2 separate regions of the Hordeum vulgare genome follow, and region 1 is linked to region 2. Evidence: chromatin contacts called from public Hi-C data. All regions are on one chromosome and are shown on one strand. Each heading gives the region's core, a stretch centred on a gene start, on an enhancer-like site or on the middle of the called end of the contact. The rest is flanking DNA. Distances are from core to core; before and after follow the strand shown. Region 1 holds the start of LOC123448955 (two-component response regulator-like PRR73). Region 2 holds the start of LOC123448954 (50S ribosomal protein L10, chloroplastic-like).

Region 1 (5,595 bases), core at 2,856-5,355, 450 kb before region 2:
GCTTCCCCGAAATGTTGCCCCACCTTGATCGGAAGCCATGGGAGTATGGTACCTTGCAAAATAAGGGACAGTTAGTACGCAACTTATATATTGCTGTGTTCATAACTTAGTAATTATAGCGATATTATGCTTTGCACCTGGTGAATGCTGAGAGATTTGATCTTTTCAGAATACTTCGTTCATCATGGATTTCAGTTCCACGTCTAGTTGTTTCCGATATCTTCAGACCCAGCTCTTTGGATGGCATGTTGATGGGAGAATCGTTATTCATTTCATTCCCATGTGGCATCTTGGAGGAGCAATCAGGTGCATCAGTGATTCTAGCAGCCTGTTTCGATTCTGTGTTTCTGGCTATTGAACTAATCAAATCAGCAGTTTCACTAGTTGGTTTGTCGATGACTATTTTGTCTACTGACTTGTTTTTGGATATGAGATTCTCATGCTGTTTTTCTGTTGGATTAACAGACATCTCATTTGGAGAAGATTGATACGCTAGACTTGAATTTCTAGGAGCGCCTATTTCTAAGTATTTCCCCATGGAGTCATCTGCACAAGAAGTGGCAGTTGGTTGACATAGACAGTAAAAGGTGTATTTACTTTGTATAAAGGATACTGTGAGAATACGATACCATTTTTTTCTTTTTGATTATTGATATTCCTTTTATTTGCAGTCGGCAACCACCTATTGCTGCCTATCTCTGATCTGGGGTGAATTACTTGTGCACAAGTACTATCAGGTGAATCTGATAGATGGTCAGAAGACACAAGTTGTGGGCTATCAATCTCCACAGCACGCTTCGTCCATGAACTCTGCATTTTTAAAATAGATCAGTGGCATGAGAATAGATTTTTAAAAGAGATCTCTTTTAAAAAACATTGGCACAAACATCATCGTTTTGTTATTCAGTTCTAAGGGTGGACTCAGGGTGAGACATTAAAACAAAAGGTGTAAAATGCCCAAAGTGAATAGGTCTAGGGTGATAGGGTCTGATCTTTAGCAACTAGGAAGTACAAAGTATGTGCACGAAAAAATTGTACTTAACACATAGCTTTTCAACTCGTAGAGGTATTAATCCTATTAATTTTGGAAGAGTCAAACATTTGTTCCGAGTAGTATTCAACTAATACCCTTTATATCACATCTATCACAATCTTCTAATGAGTAATAAGTATCTTCCAATTTTAAGTAACCAACATACCTGAGTGCCACTGCCATTATCACTGCCATCCCTAGCATTGGGCCCAACACTAAAGTCATCATCAGCATCATCATCGTCATCGTCATCATGACTGCCGCCACTGTTTTTCGCATATTCATCACCAGTCTTTGGTTTGGAACACTTTTGTATATGGATGCCACTTTCACTTCCACTGGACTAGATTCCGAAAAAGGCAAATTCCAGAGTGATAATCAGAGAAGATACCCAGATAAATAAGTAGGTCAAAGAAACTATGCCATAGTGGGTTTTGTGGGCTTGGTTTTCCGACATGAAATAAGCTAGACCAACAATAAGCAACTTACACTGTGGCATCTCCTCCATATGTGCTGCCAAAGGGTCTTAAGTTCATTCTTCCTTATCGGCTTCACTAAGAAGTCAACTGCTCCCTTTGATAGACACTTAAAGACTGTACTCATTGAGTCATTCTTAGACATCACTGCATGGAAACAACATAAGCTTTAGAAGCTAAGAATATTTAAACTAATAAATTAGCAAGGACCAAAATAAGTGTGTGAATCTGTTGGAGCAATATGGTTGAGCAGGAAAACTACTTACTGATCACAGGAATGCCCTTACAAATACTGTGACTCGTGATCTTACTGAGCAGACCAATGCCAGATAGACAAGGCATGGCGACCTCAGTTAATACAAGGTCAATACGGTTTTGCACATCTTCAAGATATTGCCATGCATCCAATCCATTCTCAGCAGAGATAACTACAAAGGAAAGATATGCATTTTGCAATCAATGGACTAACGTAATTGAAACAGTTTCAAAGAAAAGTAATATTGATTTACCTTTCACCTTTGAATATAAAAAGAAAGGATAATTCTAATAGGAAATATCATAAATGTACTGACCGAATTAACGAACACATCAAACGTACAATTTACATTAGAAAAATCCATGACACCTGAATAAAGTTTGTATTTACCCAATTTAGGGCAAGAAATTGCTCAAAGATAACTAGGCTCAAGTTTGCAAAGTTCTTAGAGTTAGCTCGTGAGAGTGGGAATAAATTAAGGCCTTGTCAAATCACTTCAGTTGCACTGATTTCAATTAGCAGCAAGACCAAATGTCAGTTGGCTATTTGATTTTACTTTCTCGGTGTTGGTGCTCGCCTTGGCATTTTTCTAACAAAATTCCTGGCCATTTATGCATTCATCCATGTTAACAGTTAACAAAACTATGCTGACTGATCAAGATTGACCATGCCCATCAACTGATGCACCAAGACAGGAGCATTCGCCATCAGGGACCTTCTTCCACTGAAGTAAAACTAATAGCCAGATCAACTAATTGCTGACTGGGAATTGAATGAAGATCTCATGTTCTAAATACAGGTCGGCATCATGGTGTCTTTAGCTATGATCAATTAGGATGTGCCATCAAAATCATTGCTCTTATTTTAGCATGCGCAATGCATTCTTTTTTCACAACAAGCAATGTCATGTCAGTTTCCCCTTTTCCACAATAAGCAATTCCAGTATCCCCTTGTATTGTTATTTTTGGAAAAGGAGGATAACCTCCGCCTCTGTATCCCCCTGTATAAATGATGTGATAGATGTATGGTCGCACTATAAGTTCAAAATCAACTCGAAGTCAAATCTAGAACTGAAAGAGAGGAAGGAAAAATACAATAACATGAAGACTCTAGCCTCTAACAGACCTAGACAAACTAGTACTATAAAAGATCAAAATCCAATTTAATAATTTACTTGAAACTAGAAGTTTAAATTTGCAGGGCATTACCTTCATAGCCACACTTACGGAGCAGAGCACGGACAACATGTCGGGTACAGTCATCGTTCTCCACTAGCAAGACCCTTAGTGTCTTGACCGGCAGGAACTTCTCCCAGCGGATGACCCGGTCTTGCTGCTGCTGCTTGTGCTCGTCCAAGCCTGGCGGCGCACTGTGCGTACTGGGCCAGTCCTCTTCCTTGCTGCCGCCCCTCCATTCCTTGTCCTCGTTTGGCTTGAGGGCATGGCCGTTCTGATTCTCTACGGCGCCGTTTCCGATCCCCCTAATATCACTGCTGGAAGGTCCGTCCGCGCCAGCTTGACCGGCGCTCACCATCAGCTGGATCCGTGGCGTTCGCAACTAGCGACGGTTCACGGACGACGGAGCATGCCCTACGGTGGGTTCAGAAATGGGCATGCTGCATCCAACTACTGGAATCTGCAAGAAGCACGCATGGATCAAAGGTCGAATCTATGACGAACGCGAGATATGCTTCGAATTATGGACAGTTGGTCGGCATTCGACGCGCGCACCGTACGAAATTGGCAAGGATCGGCGCGCGATGCTAATGTTTGGACAATGGATTTACCGTGCAAAATCGGTAGTTACTAGAGCAGAGATCAGCGTAGTTCAGAGATTATATATAGGAGCTTAAAAGTCTGAAGAAATAGTCCTGTTGACGAGATAAAATTAGACTGCATCAGCAGTACTCGGGCTTTCAACGGAATCAGACAGGTAAACCAAGCGTCAAACTCCCACCGCGACTCGACCCGACGAGGCAGAGCAGCTCCACCCGTGCCGGATTCCGGCGGCGGGCGGCCGAGATCCACCGGATTCGGAGGTCCCGAACCCCCGCCCCGGAACCAACTAAAGCAAACCAGAAAAGAAAAGGACGGGCGCCCGGGGTTGTTAGCGGGAAGGGCGCGCACCGTGGGAGGTCGAGGGGCGGGCGGTGGCGGCATGGGCGTGGGCGCGCGAGCTTTGACCCGCGCGTGAAAGTAGCCGTGGATGTTTCCAGAACCCGGCGGGGCGTTACGAGGACCAGACGTGAGATAAAACTGAGCCTGGGCTCTGTGGTGAGAGGAGAGGAGAAGAGAAGAGAAGAGAAGAGAGAAGTGGTGGTGCTGAAGGAAGGGAGAAGAGAAGGCGAGGGGAGGAGAGGGAGGAAATAGATAACGGGGTGACCATGACGTGGAGCAAGTGGAGGCGTGGGAGGGCCGGAGGGGGGCGGGCGGGCCCCGCGGCCCGCCGGGATCCGACGAAATCTAAAGCCGCGCGCTCCGTCGGCCCGTCAGATCTCGCCCGGGGAGCCCCGACACGTGGAGCGCGGCGTGGGGCTCCGCCGCTGCCGGGCGGGGCCGGGCGACGCAATCCGGTAGGTGCGGGCTGGCGGCTGCTGTAGTTGACAGTGGGCCCGGGAGGGGCGCCGCGGGAAAGATCGTCACGGCGTACCCTCATCACGTCTTCACGGCGTTTAGGCATGGATTGGGTTTTTCTTTTTCAGGTAAAGAAAGGGACGGGGTTGGAGGCTGGAGAGCGATCTGTGGACTGGAGTACGGTTTCGCCTTTTCTGGCTTCGTTTTTTCCCCTTCTGTTGAGCAGGAACGCTTCGTCTCATCCGCACGTTTTGAGACCTCATGCAGTCGCTTTTCTTTGGGAAGAAAAAACAAGTTTCCCTTGTTTCTGAAATACAGGGAATTCTCAGTCAATCTGAGCCGCACACTTGTGAGCTTGGTTTTTTATCAATATTCTACTCCTCCGTGAAGAAATATGAGTTCAGCAAATAAAATCTTTTTTTATCACTAATATTTCTTTACATAGGGAGTATTTTTCAGAGAAAGTATTTTTCAAATCTATTAATATTTTGTTGCCTTAGTTTATGGTGCTTCAGCCGTGTTGTGCCAAGTTTCATTTATAGAATCTTGCTAATCCAGAAGTAACGACTGAGAAATTTAGCATTTTTAGTTGACCACCTCTTGAAATACATCCCACACAAAAAATACTGTCAAATGATGTCAGAATAACCTTTTGTTTCTTTAGCCATCATGAGAATTAAAATAGTTTTATACTAAAAGTAGCAACCATAAAATAAATAAATAAATAAAATTGACAAACCTAAATGCCAATGAACTAACATCAGTTTGTTGTTGTTTTTGCACAAACGCCTTCATATACGTCGAATCTCGCGTGCGAATCTCAAAGTGCTTGGTCCTCTCACTGGAACGGACAAGGACGAATAATGCTTCGTTGCACACAAATGCATGCGCATGCACACACACACGCACCCGCATCCGTATGTACACTGTTTTTTCTACAACATGACATGCCAACTTTTCACACGACAACATGACAATCCTTTACCGAAAATATCTATATTTTAGCATAGCAATTCTCTACCTACAACAAGGGAAATCTTCAAATTGCACCATGGCAAGTCTCTATATTGTAGCATGGTGCTTTTCTAGATGCTCATGGCAATTTTCTCTATGTACCATGTCAATCCTTTCTCTTTTCTACCATGACAACTTTTTAGGTAGTTTTCGGTGCAACGATGTGTTTTTTCGATCGCATGAAGGTCATTATAAGAGAATGCCTGAAAATAACACAATTATTCGCTAGTTCAACGTTGTCTA
Region 2 (5,358 bases), core at 1,082-3,581:
ATCATGTTCCTTATTTGACACTGAAAAAAATTCTTCCCTATATGACCTATAGTCTTAATTTCTTTCCCTATATGACACTCTAGTTCATTTTATACACGTGAAAAGACCTTTTTACCCATGTACATAATGTGACCAGAAATATGTAGCATTGAGCCTATAAAAAGAGCAGTAGTAGTAGTTTTATGCTTATTTACGAGATTTAGATATCCTAAAACTAGTCTGACTAAAAATAGTCTCTTTAATAGGCTAAAGTTCCAAGCACCCCTGACTAAAGAGAGGCTAAAACTAATCTCGAGGCTAAAATCTTTTAGTCAGGGGTACCCCTACTAAAATGTGGAATAGTCCTCTCTCTCCTCATTTAACTCCTCTCCTTTAACACATGCGAGTTCTGGATTGGAGGGTTTGAAGGATAATAAATATTCATTAACTTGATTTTAGTCTCTTTAGTATTTGGATCCAAGCATTGGTGAGGCTAGCAAGTTTTAGTCCCACTACTTTTAGTCATGGGACTAAAACGTATCCAAGCACCCTCTTAGCAATCTGCTACGAGTATAATGGAATCAATCAATTTTATTCCTTTTTCTGTCACGGAGATTTAGATATCCTAACTAGTAATAATAACTATGTTGCATATCGATCCAGCAGCCTGCTAGCTTGCATATGTGTATATTAAAATACCTCTGGGGTCATATTATCTTGAAACAACTATTATCTTATACATATTTGTGGTCACATTATACATATGGGCAAAATGGTATTTTCACGTGTACAAAATGCACTAGAGTGTCATATAAGCAAAAAATTTAAGATTAGAGGTCATATAGGGAAGAAATTTTTCTCTAGTGTCAAATAAGGAACACAATTTTAAGAGAGTGTCAAATAAGGAATTCTCTTCACAACTTATGGTTGTTTTGGCGATCAAGGAGAAACTTAAAGATCTAATTCGAAGAATTAACAACTCCTAGGTAGTGTTACCAAAATCTGAATCCTTCGAGTTGTTTCTTAGCAGGAAGTGGAGGCTGCGAAGCCACGGTCAAGTTATGATGCACAAACACTCACATTTTGTCTAACTTCAGAGCGACGAAGCCTCACCGTCGCCTGAAAAATGAAATTTGACCTGAACCTTTGGATACACGCTGACACGAGAATAGCCATCACTAGTTGAAATCCAATTCGGCTGTTAGGAGCATATATAGTTCACTGTTTTTCATGGGTCCTTGCCCTATTAAACTTGCTCTTGCACAAACCAAATTATTCATCAAGATGGTGTTCATTGCCCGATTCTCAAACCATCCTTTCTTTCCAATTTCATCCCAATTTGAACACCAGCAGGCACGAGAAACTGCCCAATTGCAGGCTGCACATTGTGAAGGGGAAAACTTGTGATTCAATTCAAACCCAATTTCATCCCAATTTGGACACCAGCAGGCAGGAGAAACTGTCCAATTGCAGGCCGCACATTGTGAAGGGGAAAACTTGTGATTCAATTCAAACGGGAGACAGTAAAGGTACAAGGAATTGTACAGACAAGGAGTGAGATGAGAGGACAGGAGGCACAACCATATGGCAAGTGCCACTAGGCGGCGCCGGCGCCGGACTCCTCTTCGAGCTTGCGCACGTAGGCGGAGAGCACGGCGACGACGTCCCTGGCCGGCGCCTGCAGCGTGGTGACGAGGGAGGTGGCCGGCCCATTGAGGGCGCCGAGCAGCTTGGAGTAGACCTCGGCGCGGCTGGGCATGGTCTCGAGCGACTTGAACTCGGCGGGCTCGTAGTACTTGCCCTCGAACACCGCCCCGATGAAGTCGTTGGTCTCCTCGACGCGCTCCTCCTTCTGGAAGGCGCGGTAGGGCTTGAGCGCGACGGGGACCTCCTCCGTGTGGACGAAGAGCCAGGCGTTCATGCCCTTCATGCACGGCTTGAGCGCCTCCCAGGGGGTGCCCTCGATGGCCTTCCCCACCAGCGTGTTCTTCGCCACCAGGAGGTGGCACGACTCCGGCAGCGCGTCGCGGATGCCCTGGAACTGCTTCACCGTCAGGCCCTCGTAGCGGATGCCGGCCAGGAGGTAGCACCCCTCCAGCTGCTCGCGGACCACGGCGACCGTGTCCTCCTTGCGCCCGCGGGAGATGGCGGCGCGGATGGTGGAGCGGCGCAGGGGGCGGGGGCAGCGCGGGGCTGCGGCTAGGGTTTGGAACGCCGGGAGGGGCCGCGCGGTCGGGAGGAAGGAGGTCTCCATTTTTCTGGGGCGGGCGGACGCGCCGTACGGGGGGTTGGGTTGGGGAGAAACGGCGAGGAGGATAGAGCGGAGTGGACAAAGCTTATCTATGGAGAAGACGATGGGTAGTTTCTTTCGTGGACACGGTGCACGTAGACCTTTTTGGACTACGAAAACACTAACCGGCAAACATTCCCTGGAAGGGGATGTCTAGCGAACGCATTTTCCTGGCAGTTATACTAACGAAACGAAATCAAACGGTGACAACTTTAAAAGAAAGTGTTTCTCTAAAGAAATTGTCATACTATTCTAAAGAAAATGTCATATGAATATGAAAAAATTGTCAGCAAGAACGTTCGCAAATATCATCCCTCCTAGTGAACGTTCGCCACCTATTGTGGTCCTTGGATTGTGTGAACATATATTCCGCGATTCGAGTGAGCACTATGTCTGGCTCTCAGCTGCGATTGGAAGGAGGGGGCTATAGACAGTTATGTTATGTATATTCACTCTCCTTTAAAATTACTCTTTTTGTTTAAAAATGTGGTTGAATATACTTCCTTCGTTCCTAAATATAAGTCTTTTTAATTATTTCACTAAGGACTACATATGAATGTATATAGACATACTTTAGAGTGTGGATTCACTTATTTTGTTTCGTATGTAATCCGTGGTGCGATATCTAAAAAGATATATATTTACGAACGGAGGGAGTAATTTTCTAGGAAAAGGTTGTGGGGTCGAGAAATGGTGTCTTAGAGGGCTTGAGTTTTAAGCAGATTTTTGCACAAGTTAAGTTGCACCCAATAGTTCCTACACATGCATATCTAGAGATCAATCAGCGGAATGTAAATATCATGCATTTGCAAGAAGCATAATCAATGGTAGAGTTGGAAGATCAAACACAATGAAGACATGGAGATTTTTGACGTGGTTCCGATAGATGATGTTATCGTACGTCCACATTGATGAAGACTTCAACACACGGAGGGTAATGGTTGCGTGAGTCCATGGAGGGCTTCACCCACGAAGGGTCCATGAAGAAGCAACCTTGTCCATTTCAATATGGCTTACGTTCATGAAGGACTAGCCTCACTCGGGGTAGGTCTTCACGAAGTAGACGGTCTCCTTGCCCATACAAACTTCTTGGTTCAAATCCACATGATTTGGAGGCTCCCAATCAACACTTAACCAATCTAGAAGACATCACCCTTCAAAAGGTAATAGGTGGTGTATGGATGATGAACTCCTTGCTCTTATGCTTCAGAAGATAGTCTCCTTGACACTCAATCACTCTATCACGGAATTTGGCTTGGTAGAAGAGGATTATTGGGTGAGAAGAAACTTGAGGAGGCTAGAAATCAAGATTCGTATAGTATGAATGGAATATCTTGATCTCAACACATGAGTAGGTGGTTATCTCTTAAAGAATGGATGGTGGAAGTGTAGATACGTTCTGAGTGCTCTCTCCGCAAAAGAGAGGGGTGGAGGGGCATTTATAGTCATCTCCAGAAATTCAATTGTTACAACATTATTTCCCAACTTGGTGAAATCGAAGTTAAAACTCGGTTCTACCGACTAGTGCAAAATGTCCCAACTTTTGGTTTTTCGGTTAGATTGAATGAAAACAGCTCGGTGAGACCGATCCGGCCTTAGGTAGCTCCGAGATATATAACTCGGAAGTTTCGAAGTTGAATATCTCGAACATAGAGAGGTGGTCACTACTTTTTCAGTTGCACCGAATCCAATCTCGGTTAGCTGCTACCGTTTGGCATAGGTTATGTCTGTGGCAAACTCGGTGGGAACGAAGTGGAAATCTTGGTTTCACCAATTTGGGTAGTTTAGAGTTTTGGACATAATATTTTTGTGAGAATTTGGTTGAGGCTTTTGGTGGCATATCTCTAAGCACTTGAGCAACCAGATCATCATTAGTTCCTCATCCCCTCCTAACATTATTGGTTTCCAATGAACTCAATTGTGATTTCTCACATAAAACAAAATGCAGAGTACTGAAGCTTTTGCCAATAAGAGTTCTTTTGCTTCCAAGGGGTTTCTTCTCATAATTTCCTAGCCATTTCAATCTTTGGACTTTTCCTGAGATATTTAAATAAAACTATTGGTTCAAGAGATAATGCATGTTGTCATTAAGTATCAAAACTACCAAGGAAGCATTTGTGCTTTCAAAGTTACCGATATTTACAACACCAAATATATACATTACAAAATGTATATTTCGTGATAGATTAATAAAACAATGTTGACATTGCACATGTTAATATACATTTTCTAAAAAATTAGTCAAACTGAAAAAACTTTGAACTAGAAAAGAAGTAGGATCATTCACATTTTGAGCGGAGGGAGGAAAAAGGAGATGCACATATAGTTGTCCAAAAAAGTGGGAGGGAGGGAGGATAAGGTGCACACGCAGTTCAATTCAAGGATATTCAGTTGAGTACCCATTACTTTTGTCAAGAAGACATGTATATATATAATAATAATACCATGTGTATGTACCGGGAAAAACAAAAACATACAGGAATATCCATTATTTTTGCCATCTATCGTTACTCGTGTCGACGCGCCACCTTTGTTTTCCTTTGCTCGGTAGGTCATCCATGCGAGCCTCATCGCATACAACAGTAAGTTAATTTTCTTACTTGGCTTTCTCTTTTAGTATATCAAGAAAAATAATTTATATGCAGTGAATTATAAATTGTTTAGGCATGAGAATTTGAATTTTCCACATGAATTGTGGTGATATATTTGGTTATACATGGTAGAAACAAGGCTTTAAGCTTTGAAAAAAATGTCTTTGAAATTTGGAATAAACACTCTTAAAATCTTGCTCGTTCCATCTAATTCCGGGAGGAGGGAGCACTTAGTATTTGTCGCCCCTGCTCTCCTTCCTCACTTTTTGACGATGTCGCAATGCCTCAGTCGAGCGGTGGCCCAACGAGCCGCCTAGCTCCCCCGCCCCACGCTGCCTTGCTCTCCCTCCTCCCACTCCCAAAAAAAGTCATATATGATAGGTACCATATGAAAGATTGTAGGTTTATGTTTTGCTCATTATATCTGACTTGCCAGCATCATTCATCCCGCCTAATTGAGGAACGGTTGGTATACTCCTTATGTTAAGTATAATAATA

The links. A called contact is a pair of places that touch in the nucleus more often than the background predicts.
Region 1: a Hi-C map of seedling shows a contact between it and region 2, with 6 times the contacts expected there. The contact joins the promoter of LOC123448955 here to the promoter of LOC123448954 in region 2. A contact is called at or near these places in 1 of 6 Hi-C or Micro-C datasets (seedling) and 1 of 1 datasets of contacts at active chromatin or transcription factors (embryo).

What each region holds. Positions count from the first base shown.
Region 1 is chr4H:459,715,599-459,721,193 of MorexV3_pseudomolecules_assembly, reverse strand. It overlaps LOC123448955 (two-component response regulator-like PRR73), which reads right to left and starts at 4,105. Exons shown (of 9, transcript XM_045126009.1): 1 at 3,892-4,105; 2 at 2,974-3,400; 3 at 1,776-1,937; 4 at 1,523-1,656; 5 at 1,200-1,376; 6 at 630-810; 7 at 138-546; 8 at 1-52. The coding sequence starts at 3,298.
Region 2 is chr4H:459,260,337-459,265,694 of MorexV3_pseudomolecules_assembly, reverse strand. LOC123448954 (50S ribosomal protein L10, chloroplastic-like) reads right to left here and starts at 2,331. Exons shown (of 1, transcript XM_045126008.1): 1 at 1,368-2,331. The coding sequence starts at 2,233. The coding sequence ends at 1,577.